2 separate regions of the Sus scrofa genome follow, and region 1 is linked to region 2. The links are chromatin contacts, called in public HiChIP or PLAC-seq maps. All regions are on one chromosome and are shown on one strand. The core of a region is the stretch at or near the end of the contact, and the rest is flanking DNA. Distances in the headings are between cores, read along the strand shown.

Region 1 (7,038 bases), core at 3,747-6,246, 590 kb before region 2:
AGACATTTTACAGAATGGGAGAAAATAGTGTTACATGATGCAACTGAAAAGGGCTTAATCTCTAAGATATACAAATAGCTTATACAACTCAACAGCAAAAAAGCCAACAACCCAATTGAAAAACAGGCAAAAGACCTGAATAGACATTTCTCCAAAGAAGATAGACAGATGGCCAACAAGCACATGGAAAATCGCTCAACATCACTGATTATCAGAGAAATGCAAATCAAAATTACTATGAGGTACTACCTCACACCAGTCAGAACAGCCATCATTAATAAGTCCACAAACAACAAAGGCTGGAGAGGGTGTGGAGAAAAGGGAACCCTCCTGCACTGTTGGTGGGAATGTAAATTGGTACAAACACTATGGAGAACAGTATGGAGGTACCTTAGAAAACTACACATAGAACTACCATATGACTCAGCAATCCCACTCTTGGGCATCTATCCAGACAAAACTTTCCTTGAAAAAGACACAAGCACCCGCATGTTCACTGCAGCACTATTCACAAAGACAAGACATGGAAACAACGTAAATGTCCATCAACAGATGGTTGGATTAGGAGGATGCACAATGGAATACTACTCAGCCATAAAAAAGAACAAAATAATGCCATTTGCAGCAACATGGATGAACTAGAGACCCTCATACTAAGTGAAGTCAGTCAGAAAGAGAAAGACAAATACCATATGATATCACATACCTGGAATCTAATACAAGGCACAAATGAACATTTTCACAGAAAAGAAAATCATGGACATGGAGAATAGACTTGTGATTGCCAAGGAGGGAGTAAGGACTGGGAATTTGGGGTTAATAGATGCAGATCATTGCCTTTGGAATGAATAAGCAATGGGATCCTGCTGTATAGCACTGGGAACTATGTCTAGTCACTTGTGATGGAGCATGATAATGTGAGAAAAAAGAATGTATACATGTATGTGTGACTGGGTCACCTTGCTGTACAGTAGAAAATCGACAGAACACTGTAAATCAGCTATAATGGAAAAAATAAAAATCACTATTAAAAAATAAACATTCAATTACAAAAAAAAAAATACTAACTTTTCTGAAAATTTCCTACAGACGTTTCATCACTACATTTCCCATATGCTGAAGGGTGCTGAACTAACAAATGGAAAACTCCCAAAAGAAGATCACTTATTTTACCACAGCCATTAAGTAATGTATTAAGAAAAAGATATTGGAAAATATTAGTTAAATTTAAAGACCTAGTACAGTAGAAAAGAGTAAAAGTGTATAACTGCCTGTAATAGAAAAAATTTTAAGATTTGTAACATATCTTAAAAACTAGCTAAAACTAACTAAATCTCCCCCTTACCAGCATTTTCTTTGGAAAGAGAATCAGGGTGTTTTTTTTTTTTTGGTCCAAAATTTATTAAACTAACTTTTTTATAAATTAACTGACCTTGAAATTCTCAAATTAAAAAGCATTTGCTTTCCAAATCTAGGCCCAGTCTTACATATCTTAATATGAAGATCCAGGTTAGTTCTTTGTATGGTAACAAACTTAAAATTCAGAGTTTCAATTAACTATCATCATCCAAAGTAATCTATGTAACCTGAAACTAATATAACACCATAAATCAATTCTACATCAATTAATAAATAGCTATCATTGTGCTAAGATGAGAAGTTGAAGAGTCTTCATTAGTAGAACTGGCATAGTGTATATGATTCAGCCGTCTAGTGAGAGGCTAACCAAATATTTACATCCAATTCAGCTTTGATATTCCCCACTCACTATTATGTATGAGGTATGTAATTCATTCACTGTCCAAAGGAATCACACATTTTTCAGAAATCACACACATACTTCACTTTTTTAGGGGTGAAATTATATCCTATAGAGATATTATCAAATTTGGTTATTTATATAAGTCTTGAAGTCTATATTTTCCTAATTATCCAGAAGCCATTGTATGGACTCCATACCGAAAAATATCCTCATGATAAAAGTATGCAGAACAGGCACATTATGAGAGGAAATACTAATTAGAAACTGACAGGCTTTCTTTATTTTTTTATTTTTATTTTTTATATATAATGATTTTTTTTTCCATTATAGCTGGTTTACAGTGTTCTGTCAATTTTCTACTGTACAACATGGTGACCCAGTTACACATACATGTACACCTTCTTTCTCACAGGCTTTAAAGTCAGGCATTTAATACTTTTTGAGCCTCTGAAAGGATAACACTTACATAAAAAACAGAAATATTGTACAAGAGGATGCAACCTGGCTGCCTTCTGGCCTGTTTCTTCTACCTTCTAAGTGTAGAGATCAAATCATGTATATTTTGAGCTGTGGTTAAAATAAATGTACCTTGTTCATAATTGCCAACAATTCACTAAGCACAAGACGCAAGCGACGAGGCGAATCACTGTGTTCAAACTCTAAAGTCAGTCCATGCTGAAGCTGTGATACCAGGATGCTCTCTCCACTGCCTCCTCCAAGTTTATGCCTGATAAAGTACAAACATGCACAACATTTATAAAAACACTGGCACAGAAATGACAGGGTGAAAATTACCTCATAAAAATAATCTAGGAGTTCCCGCTGTGGCACAATGGGTTAAGAATCTGACTGCAGCAGCTCAGGTCACCGAGCATGGGTTTGATCTTTGGCCCAGTGCAGTGGGTTACAAGATCTGGCACTGCTGCAGCCATGGAGAAGGCTGAAGTTGCAGCTTGGTTTCAAGCAGCTGCAGCTTGGTATCAATCCCTGGCCCAGGAACTTCTATATTCCTCGAGTATGGCCATAAAAAATAATCACCATCATCTACAAAATAATGCATGAATTCTTTTCATATACTTCATAAATGGATTACTTCTAAAATCCTATTCAGGTTGTTCATCTATTTCAGGAATTTACAACCTATGTAAAGACTCCATCACAACTGACAGTTAATATCCACTTTCATTAACTACAGTGGCTCACTACTGGCTTCACAACAGGCAAAGAAGGACAAAATATATGCCCAGAATTTGGGGGAATCAATGTAAGCTTAAAAAAGCCTCCCAAGAGATTTCAGGAAATCGTTCTACTCCAGAGGAACTTATCCCACCCTTTTCCCACTGAAAGTAACTGGCCTAAGGACTTACCCTGAATACAAAGTGCACACAAAGTTCTCAGCACAACATTTTATAAGATGGAATTCAAAAGATCATAGAATTTTAATTACAAATAAAAATACTGGATTCTTTCTGTTTTAGCAAATCCAAGTAAATACCAAGCCACAGATTAGATATTACATTACCTAAGCTGCTGTTCTTTGCTGGCGTCCTGTTCTAAAGCATGAAAGTCCACAGACAACAATGCAACAATGGAATTGACAGCTTCTACTCCAGAAAGAAGACGAAGGATGAGTTTTTTATCCTGAGCCCAGCTTTGGCTCTGGTCAGCAGGAGCACAAAGTGCCATCCGCACCAAGCAGGGCAGGAGAAGTCTTAATTCTGGATCGCTTAAAGATGCCAAACGAACAACATCCACCTTCTGCATTGCTTCGAAAGCAAAAGGACTGACAAACTGAAGGCTTGTACACTCGGTCATTATCACAGTTGATCCTAGTGGTTAAAAAAAAAAAAAAGAAGAAGAAGATGAAGAAAAAGAAAAGAAAGAGAAAGTAGGGGTATAACTCCACATGCATGAATGCCTCTCTTTTTAACAACTCTGAAAAATGTGGTCTCTTGTTAATAGGACTAGTCGCTGGCAATATTCCTGGCACAATTAAAGGCTCCCTATGTTTCTATTGCCATCTGGAAAATGAGAAAGAAAACAGAGTATATTAACGTCTCTTCCAGCCTTGGGGATCTTCTGTTGTAATACTCCCATTTTGCAAAGAAGGAATATGAAACCCCGAGGGACTAAGTAACTGGCTCTGAGTAGTATTACTAGTCAGTGGCAAAATCTAACGCTGAACTCTCATCTACTAAAACCCAGTCCAATATTTTCTCCACTATACCAGTCATGAGTGCCACAACGTAGAGTAAAAGATCAGCATAGTAAAGAACGCTCCTCTTTCGTTTCACATGCCTACCCAACATCCGTAAAGCACTGTTAGACTTCTCTTTCCCACCCTCCACGAGTCGGTGGAACCACTATTAAATAGCCTCACTAGCCAGAAGCAATGCCAGATTCAACGCTCTGGAGACAAAAACAGTATGCCATACCTCCTGTGTTCCTAAGTTTAAAAAAACAAAAACAAAAACAAAACAGCTGTGGAGGTGCAATTAGCTGTGGGAGAAAGCTGAGTCCCACTTGGGCACTTTTCTGTCTTCAAGAGTAATCAGAAACAAAACAGCAAGTAGCAGGTAGCCAAAGCCATCCCCTCTGAGACCCACAAAACTGCAGAATCGTAAATAACAAAGAGTCGTGGGCAGAAATGCTGTTTTGCTTTTAATTTTAGCAAGAGGAGCTGGCCTTTTAACAGAGGGGCGGGCTGATAGAGCAGAGGCGTCAAGACCTGTGTGCTCATAGGTCTCGCCCTGGGCGTAAAGAGAACCAACCAGTTCCTCTGGCTGAGAAAAGTCGGGCCGGTGGCGGACACGGACCTCGGAACGCTCTAAGAGCCTGAGAAGCGGAAGCTTCATACCTTAAGATCTACCCTCCAACCTCCCGGGACCCCACCCGGATTCCACGCTCTAGAGGCGGGACGCGGTAGAAATCGAGAGCGCGGTCCGAAGTTGGGCCTAGGCGATAATCCGGATTCCCCAACCCTAGCTGTGCCCTGAGTCGACCTGGACACCAAAAACCCAGACGCCAGAACCCATTGGTCCGGCGGTGCGATAGGGGCTGGATGCGGACCCTGCACAAAGGCAGAGCCCGGACTGAAGGGAGAGGAAAGCAGAGCAGACCGTTTCAACCTGCACACAGCACCTTCATTCATCCCCAGCGTCTGGCTCCGGTCGGCCACCGTACTGGACTGAGAGGAAGAGTGGCTGGCTGTGAAAGGAAACCCGCAGACGTCGCTCAGAGGCAACGGCGCGCGTGCGCGGCCCCACCCCTTCCTCCCCCTTGGTTTGCTCTGCCAAGTTCACTCGAGAAGATTTAGCAGGTTGCTAGCTGTCTTCAGTCTCCTTTCCAGACCCTACCAGCTGACTCTTTTTAAGGTAAATCATTAAGTCCTTACGAAGTGCAGTTTCATCGTCACAGGACTACCGTGGCGTTCAAATGAATACGTACATTAGTATGGAAACGGAATGTTAAAGTTGTCCCCACTGTTCATTGATCAGAACACGAAAGGAATCAGACTGCATACATTTCTTTTCCATCTCTGCCTGTGCCCTTCCAGCACCAAAGTTCTGGAATCCTGGGTTTGTAGAAGAATTTAAAAAGTCATCAAGGAATTCTCGTTTTGGCTCAGTGGTTAACGAATCCGACTAGGAACCATGAAGACGTGGGTTCGATCCCTGGCCTCGCTTAGTGGGTCTTAAGGATCCGGCGTTTCCGTGAGCTGTAGTGTAGGTCGCAGACGCGGCTCAGATCCCGCGTTGCTGTGGCTCTGGCGTAGGCCGGTGGCTACAGCTTCAATTCGACCCCAACCTGGGAACCTCCATGTGCCATGGGTGCAGCCCTGAAACACACACACACACACCAAAAAAGAATATATGTATATATGTATGTATACATGTATGTATATATGTATGTACAGCATTTTTTTCCTTAGTGGTACATGAAATAATGTTTTACAATTACTGGTGTCTTATATTTGTTTGATGAAATGTGTTATATAGTTCCTATACTCTAAGTCCTGGATGAAGTGAACATTCTCACCCCTGAATGGCTTTGATTTATTCTTTTCTACCTTAATTTTCAATCAGGTTGGGAAAGAAAGAAAAGGAGACTGGCACAACACAGTAAATCAACTATACTTTAATAAAATAATAAATTTTAAAAATTTAAAAAGAAAAGGAGAAGTTCTCTTGTGCAGCAAAGTTAAGGATTTGGCGTTGTCACTGCAGCGGCTTGGGTGGCTGCTGTGTCTCAGGTTCCATCCCTAACCATCACATGCTGCAGACTTAGCCAGGAAACAAAAAAAAAAAAGAGAAAGAAAGAAAAAACAAACAAACAAAAAAAAACCAGTCTCAGGCATCATAGGTGCTTTTACATAAGTTATTGCCCAGTAAATGACTTTCTAGAAATTAGAAGACTTAGGGATTTAAAGGAGCACCCATGTTCCTTGGAAATAGAATTTCAAAAGTAAAAAGATCTCAGCAGTGATCTAGCTCCAGTTTTCTCAACGTGGAACTCTTTTTATAGTTACCCTGTTTTGTAAGATTTCTTCAATTGTTTCTGCCTGTCAAGATCTTTTTTACTTGTCTTTTTGTCTTTTTAGGGCCTCACCCTAGGCATGTGGAGGTTCCCAGGCTAGGGGTCTAATCAGAGCTGTAGCCGCCAGCCTACACCAGAGCCACAGCAATGCCAGATCCAAGCCTCGTCTGCCACCCACACCACAGCTCACGACAACGCCAGATCCTTAACCACCGAACAAGGCCAGGGATGGAACCTGCAACCTCATGGTTCCTAGTCGGATTTGTTAACCACTGAACTACGACGGGAACTCCGGTCAAAGTCTTTTTTATTCTTCTTTTATACTGGCTGTCTACTTTGGCTAAACCTATCATATCTATGTTAATTTTATGGATAACATGTTGAGTAGACTTAGGTCCAGGCAAGGTTCCATAGGTTAACATTGAGACATCTCTCTAGTTGACCTAGCTCCACCAGTTAAGCCTTTTGAGATATGATTGTTCAACCAACTCTGAATCATCCCAGCTCCTAAAACCCTTTCCTGCTTGGGGATAAAGTTCACTTTCTTTAAGGTGGCATTCAAAAGACAATGTTTTTTGTGGTCTGACCTCTCTTAGCTTGGACTCCTGTCATATCTTACCATGGTGCCTCCATTCTAGTCTGAACAGCTTATTTCCCAAATCCTTCATGTTATTCAAGAGCCTTCTTACTATTCCTTCTACCTGGAATACCTTTTCTCTTTATGTAGTAACTCCCAAGTA
Region 2 (6,851 bases), core at 20-2,519:
CACATCATTCCACTGGTACCTCTTTTGTAATAATAACATTACAAAATTAGTCCTTCAAATGACTGAACTGAGGCAGGCCTCTTTAAGGAAGTAACTGGAAAGAAAGCCTATTTTATGGATAAATTATTTCAGCCAAAGTAGAACCAGGAAAATTGGAAGCTCAAAAGAGACTTAATTCAGTCAAGCCCTCCAACGATCACCTGCCTGGGCCCGCCACGGGCATGTTGCCAGATAAGACAGTCTGTTGCCTACAGGATAATGCACCATGGGGAAGAACTCTAGAAGCTACTAAAGGAAGCCAACGGCAGACCAAATAACCTTGCATATCTCCGGGCAGGTGTGCTCTATCTCCAGGGCTCATTCAATTCCATGCAATCCTGAGGGAGATACTCAGGGCAAGCCAACTACCCGCTGGACCAGCAGACCCCAAGATAACCTCTGGACAACTCTTTTTCTCCCTTCTAGAAGCAAAGAGGGAATAAAAGCCACACCATTCCCAGAGAAATCAAAAAAGGGGAGAAAAGCCGAGTTCTCCTAGAAAACTTGATCCCACACACTCTGCGACTGACACCGCCCTGAGAAATATGTTCCCCCATTCTATCCTCCTTTTCCTTCAGTGACCTTCTCTGTTCCTACAGCCTCAGGGAAGGCGAGAGACATGCCACCGCCGTCCCCCCCCCCCACCCCACCCCAGGGAAGGTGCCTTTCCTGTTGAGAGCCGCAGAGGGAGGAAGAAAAAAGGCTGCTCCTCCCCAACCCACCCGCGCCACAACTCCAGGGTGCAGACACGAAGGGGAAATGGTAAGAGAGAGAGCAATGGGAGGTGACAGTCCTGCACTGGCCTAGGGGATAAGAATTCTTGCTCTACAAGAAACGCGGGAGAACCCTTCCCCCGCCCCCAACCTACCCAAATGAATGAACTGGATAAAACCGGGGGGTGGAAAGGTTAGTATGCGCAGTTCTTGTCATCCAGGAAGCGAAGATGAAAAAGCCTTCAAATCCAGGCCTGGCCTCGCTCCCCTATGTACCCAGACTCGCGTCCTTTCCATCCAAGCCCCCACATCATTTAACCCTTTAAGCTTTCCAAATAGTGCCCCCATTCTCCATCTACCCCAGGAACCGATTACCACCCCCCCATTCTACCCTTTTTGCTTGGGCTCAGACTCCAACTTCTTCCTTCCTACCGCCCTCTCTACATAGCCTTCACCAGCCAGGGCCCCACCGCACCTGAAGATGCTCCTGAAAACGAATTGGCAGAATCTGGGCCATGGCGCTGTCGGGGGGTATGGTCTCCTCCTGTCACTGGGGCTGCGGGGCAGTGGCTGCCCAGGCTCTCCAAGGGAGAGGAGGAGAAGGGGGAGGGGGAAGGCTGGGCTCGGCAGGATAGTCTCCGGGGACGCAGGAAACTGGCAGGCAGACGAAAGAGCTCAGGTCGGGGGCGGAGGCTCCAGGGTCCGGGAGAGCCGCAATGGCGGAACCGGGCGCAGCGCAGACTCCGGAAACGGCTGAGCCCTGCGGAGGGATCCTGGCGACAGAACTCCGCCCAAGTTGCCTCACCCCCTCCGCCTTATGTACCCCTCCACGGAGTGCCGCGATACAGCGGAGGCGCAGGAATTTGGGGCGCAGTGCGCTAAAAGCCTCACTTACTGCTACGACACGGTGGTAAATAGAGGACTCGAAGGGACTACTTTTTTAGCCTCATCACTTTCCCCGGCCGCCTGCTTTCCCTCCACCCTCCCCTTTTTTTTTGCATTTTGCCACATCATGCGACTAGGGGCGACTAACGTCATTTCCGTGGGCGCTTTAGGTCCCACCCACGTACTTCCGGGTGCACGTGATGCTGGTCGGGAAAGGTCGGCTGCTTACTGCTAGAATGCAGCGCGAATTTTAGGGAAGTGCGGCGTCTCCTGGGAATGAGGTGGCTGTTGGGCCGCCTTGAGGAACGGCGGTGCTGGTCCCTTCCCCTGTGGGCCTTACCTATTTAAACCGAGTCCCCTTACGAAGAAGACGTGGCGTGGGCAGATGGGCCCAGCCTCCCGCCCTCTCCGTGACTCAGGGAAACCGCCTCCCTGCAGAGCGCTCCTGGCAGCCGGCTGCGGCGCTCCTCCCCCGCCTAGTTTCATGTGGTGGGTGGTTTGTTACTTCCCAGGGAGGAGGGTATGAAATGGGGTTTAAAAACCCTCTCTGCACTTGTGCACGCCCTTCTGCCGTTTGCAAAAGCTGACGCTTGGGTTCTAACTAGAACTAGTAGTCTCTTCGGATATTAAACAGTTGGTTCACAGGACAGTGAAAGTCATTTATGAGTATCTCAAGCTGGCCTTGTGATAGCCTTTCTTAACGTTTCTGCGGACATTTTGGCGGACGTGTATATGGGTCTAGCTTCGTAATAAATCGTGTTGAAGAATTGTAGTGTCATGAATACACTTAAGAATTGGACTAAAATTGTAGTAGGAGGGTTTTTTAAAGTCATGTCTAGTAATGAGCCTCAAAGATTTCTTAAAGATAGTATGTAAAAACCTCGGTGTGGTTAATGTACACGCTTGGAGAAAGGGATTAACTATTACTGGTCTATTTCCCTGGGACCACCTGAACACTGTAAATTAGCAGTTTGGGGATGCAAGAGCTTCAAAGGGGGAGCACCGCGTCTTCTAACAGCATTAAGGTATCTAAGGTATTCATTATCGATTAATAAACTTCCCAGTACTTTATTGCTAAAGTATAAGCTGTAATATTGCATAATAGCCCAAATACAATAAAGTGAATTTTGTACTTTTCATCTTGTAAGAGATGTGATTGTTTTTCCAGAAAGATCTTGAAAAATTCAAGTACACATTAATTAGTGTCCTTTTCAGTTAAATATAAAACCCTATTAGGTATACAATAATTTTGTGTGTTAAGCAGTTTTGCTTAAAGAAATTTGCTTAATCATTTAAATTGCTTTAAATGTTTTTCCCAAAGTATATCTCACATACTGAGGATGAGAGAAGAATCTTTGGCCGGTAAGGCAGCAGACTGTTCTGCAAAGAAAAGCTTTGCCACCATGTCGTCAGAGTGACTATTTATGCTTGGCAAAATTTCATTGTGTTTTGTTAAGCCACATACTTGAAGATGTTTTGTATTCTGCAACATTTGAAATTACTTTCTGATACCAGTTTAGTAGTAGCTGCTTTGAATCTTTTTTGGAAGTAGACAAATTCTAAATTAAATATCTAAAGGTGTTTTATTACAGTAAAAGCAATAGTTTAATCAAGTTATATTTCCAGTTTCAGAATCTGGAATACAAGAGCTATGTCGTGAACCAATTACCAAAATTTTTATTAATAACTGGAATACAAGAGCTATGTCATGAACCAGTTACTAAAATTTTTATTAATTTTTATTAAATTTTTAATAATAACTTGCATTTTCAAACAGACCGTAATGTTAAATAATTTAGAATTCCCCAAAGTAATTGATTTTAGCTTGAGTATTTAGTGTGGAATAGCTAAGCAAAAGTGCACTGAGATTCTGTTAAAGTGACTGCTGTGTCATCACACACAGAAATCTAATAAATGCATTGTTTTCAGAAATCATTTAGAGAGAAGAAAAATAGATTTAATACGCCCGCTCATTTCGAATACTGTGTCCTTCAAGACGATAAATCAAAAGGTTTTCAAAAGAAAAAGTGGTCCAAATCAAAAACATTAAATAAAAAGCAAAACCCAAACCTATTACTTTTAAAGATCAATAATTTTGGCTGAGGTAATGAGAGTTTTTTATGTCAGTATACTGTTCTTGCTAATGGTATAGAGTCAGGACAAAGGTTGTCAATCCTTAATTTAGAAGCCACAAAGGCTGAGTCACTGTTAACAGTTACCTGAGCAGTTACTGAATGGCTTTGTTTTCAGGCACTACCTTAAGTTAGAGAAGATAGGAGAAACCCAGCATTTGTTTTGATGCATTAGGTTAACTATGACAGTCTTTAATAAGACTATTGCTATAAATGTATTATCATCCCAGCTTTTGGTTTCAGAAAATGTTTTAGTAAGGTAACCATGTTAAGATAAATGGTCAAATTCTTTGAAGATATTTTTTGCAGGATATTCAATAGTAGGTCCTTTTTCTGAGTCACAGCAGGTGCTATTAGCAAAAATGGCATTGCTCATCTGCTATTTTGAGGCATACCAGTTTGTCAAAACCTATACAAGAAAACCTTATTGTGTCTCTAATTTTATATTTTATGCCAGGAACTATGCTACGTGTGTGTGTGTGTGTGTGTGTGTGTGTGTGTATCTTACAGTGGGAATGACACATCAGAAAAACTTTTCACTGTAGGATTTCTCTGAAATTTTTCGTCTTTAAGCAACTCAGGATTTAAGGCCCCTGCCTTTTAACTTGACCTTTTAAAAACAGCATGAGGTTTAGAGGATTAAATTGCAGGTATCCTTAACATTGCCAGCTTTGCCTTTCTCTGAGAGTTCTTCAAAGTGGCATACCCAAATCATGAGAAGAATTATTTTGAAGTGGCATTGGAGGAGGAAAGTGTGATTCTTACATTGGTTCCAGTTAATGAGGAAATTGTTGAAGACCATCAAAAGGAACCAGGTGTTTCTTCAACTTCAGAAGTCAAGGTGGAGCTGCTGAGTACAAATGATGAAGTTCATCCTCCTGAAACCAATGAATAGTTCAAAGCTTGTCCCACATCTTGTCATAAAACAGTTTATCTTTTGCCAACCATTTTGCCTCCAATTAATAAAGTGAGTCAGGGAGTTCCTGTTGTGGCTCAGTGGTAACAAACCCAACTAGTATCCATAAGGATGCAGGTTCCATCCCTGGCCTCACTCAGTGGGTTAAGGATCTGGCAATACCAGATTGCTGTGGCTGTGGGGTGGACTGGCAGATGCAGCTCCAATTCGATCCCTAGCCTGGGAACTTCTGGGTGCCTCAGGTGTGGTCCTAAAAAAGCAAAAAAAAATGCAGTTGAGTCAGGACAATGTCGAACTGGTGCCAACAACTTGAGTACCGATGGCAAGAAAATAGAAGTATCTAAGACACATGCTTATCCTAAAAAAGATCAGTATATTCCTGAAACATCACAGAAGGCTAGATTGCAGTCAGGCTCAAAGAAACACAAGACAGGGACCAAGAGAGTAAGCGCTCAGAAAAGGAAGATGAGTGAGAGAAAAAGACTAACATGGTTGAAGTGGAAATGATAACTTAGGCATAGGTCAAGAACTGCTTGCTCCAAGAGGGAGTTCCCATAGTGGCTCAGCGGAAATGAACGTGACTAGTATCAATCCCTGACCAGGCTGAGTGGGTCAAGGATCCAGCATTGCCATGAGCTGTGGTATAGGTCACAGACGAGTCTCGGTTCTGACATTGCTGTGGCTATGGCTTAGGTGGGCAGCTGTAGCTCTCATTAGACCCCTAGTCTGGAAGCTTCCATATGCCGAGGGTACATGGCCCTAAAAAACAAATAATAATAATAATTGCTGCAAGAGCCCTTCACCTTGAGGCTGTGAATTCACCTCCTATTCCTACTTTTTTTTTTCTTTTTTTTTTTTTTAGGACTGCACCTGCATCCTCATGGATACTGGTTGGGTTCCTTAGCACTGACCCATAACAGGAACTTCCTGTCCCTACTTCTTTTTTTTTTTTTTTGTCTTTTGTCTTTTTGTCTTTTGTTGTTGTTGTTGCTATTTCTTGGGCCGCTCCCACGGCATATGGAGGTTCCCAGGCTAGGGGTCGAATCGGAGCTGTAGCCACCGGCCTACGCCAGAGCCACAGCAACGCGGGATCCGAGCCGCGTCTGCAACCTACACCACAGCTCACGGCCACGCCGGATCGTCAACCCACCGAGCAAGGGCAGGGACCGAACCCGCAACCTCATGGTTCCTGGTCGGATTCGTCAACCACTGCGCCACGACGGGAACTCCCTGTCCCTACTTCTATTGAGACCTTTCTGCCGCAAGCCTCTTGTGTTTGGTGGTGTGTGGTACATAGCAGACTATGCTTGGCAGACACAGAAGAAGTTGGGTTTGCCTGCAGTTCCATGCAGGTCAAGCCTGGGTGCCTGACTCCCTCCAGGAGGATGATCTCTCTCTTCATGTTTCTTGCCTGCGCTTTCCAAAATTCCCAGACCTAGAAGATAATATGTTGAACGTGCTAAGAGGAATGAGAAAATTATGAAAAAATTAATTGCCGTGAGGAAGAAAAAGAAACTCCTTTGAACACACCAACATCATTCCTTTTAGATGGGCCATGTCTTAATACAAAATCAGTGGTTACTAGAGAGGAAGGTGTTGGAGGTGGGTGGAGTGGGTGAAGGGGGGTAATTTATGGTAATAATTGTAAGTAGATTTTTCGTGGTCTGTTACTTTGTAGTGTACACCAATAGTGAATTACTATGTTGTAATCTGCAACAAATATGTTATAGACCATTTTTAAAACAACAACAACAGGGAGTTCCCGTCATGGCTCAGCGGTTAAGGAAGCAGACTAGGAACCATGAGGTTGTGGGTTTGATCCCTGGCCTCGTTCAGTGGGTTAAGGATCCGGTGTTGCTGTGAACTGTGGTGTAGGTTGCAGATACCAGCTTGGATCCCCCCTTGCTGTGGCTGTGGTGCAGGCTGGCAGCTACAGCTCTGACTCGACCCCTAGCCTGGGAACCTCCATGTACCATGGGTGTGGCCCTAAAAAGACCAAAAAAAAAAAAAAAAAAAACCACCAAAAACAAAAAACCAGGAAAACACTGTTTTTTTAGAATTCATCAGAGAAGCCATCTGGTCCTGGACTTTAAAAAATTTTTTTAAATTGTTGATTTGTGGTGTTCTGTCAATTTTTGCTGTGCAGTGGGATGACCCAATTGTGCA

What was found. HiChIP or PLAC-seq counts read pairs in DNA pulled down with a chosen protein or histone mark.
Region 1: an H3K27ac HiChIP or PLAC-seq map of alveolar macrophages shows a contact between it and region 2. The contact joins the promoter of INTS2 here to the promoter of CLTC in region 2. A contact is called at or near these places in 1 of 5 promoter capture datasets (liver) and 1 of 2 datasets of contacts at active chromatin or transcription factors (alveolar macrophages).

What each region holds. Positions count from the first base shown.
Region 1 is chr12:36,432,351-36,439,388 of Sscrofa11.1, reverse strand. INTS2 (integrator complex subunit 2) reads right to left here and starts at 4,996. Exons shown (of 25, transcript XM_021067302.1): 1 at 4,891-4,996; 2 at 3,285-3,591; 3 at 2,351-2,489. The coding sequence starts at 4,909.
Region 2 is chr12:35,843,799-35,850,649 of Sscrofa11.1, reverse strand. CLTC (clathrin heavy chain) reads right to left here and starts at 1,269. Exons shown (of 32, transcript NM_001146127.1): 1 at 1,228-1,269. The coding sequence starts at 1,269.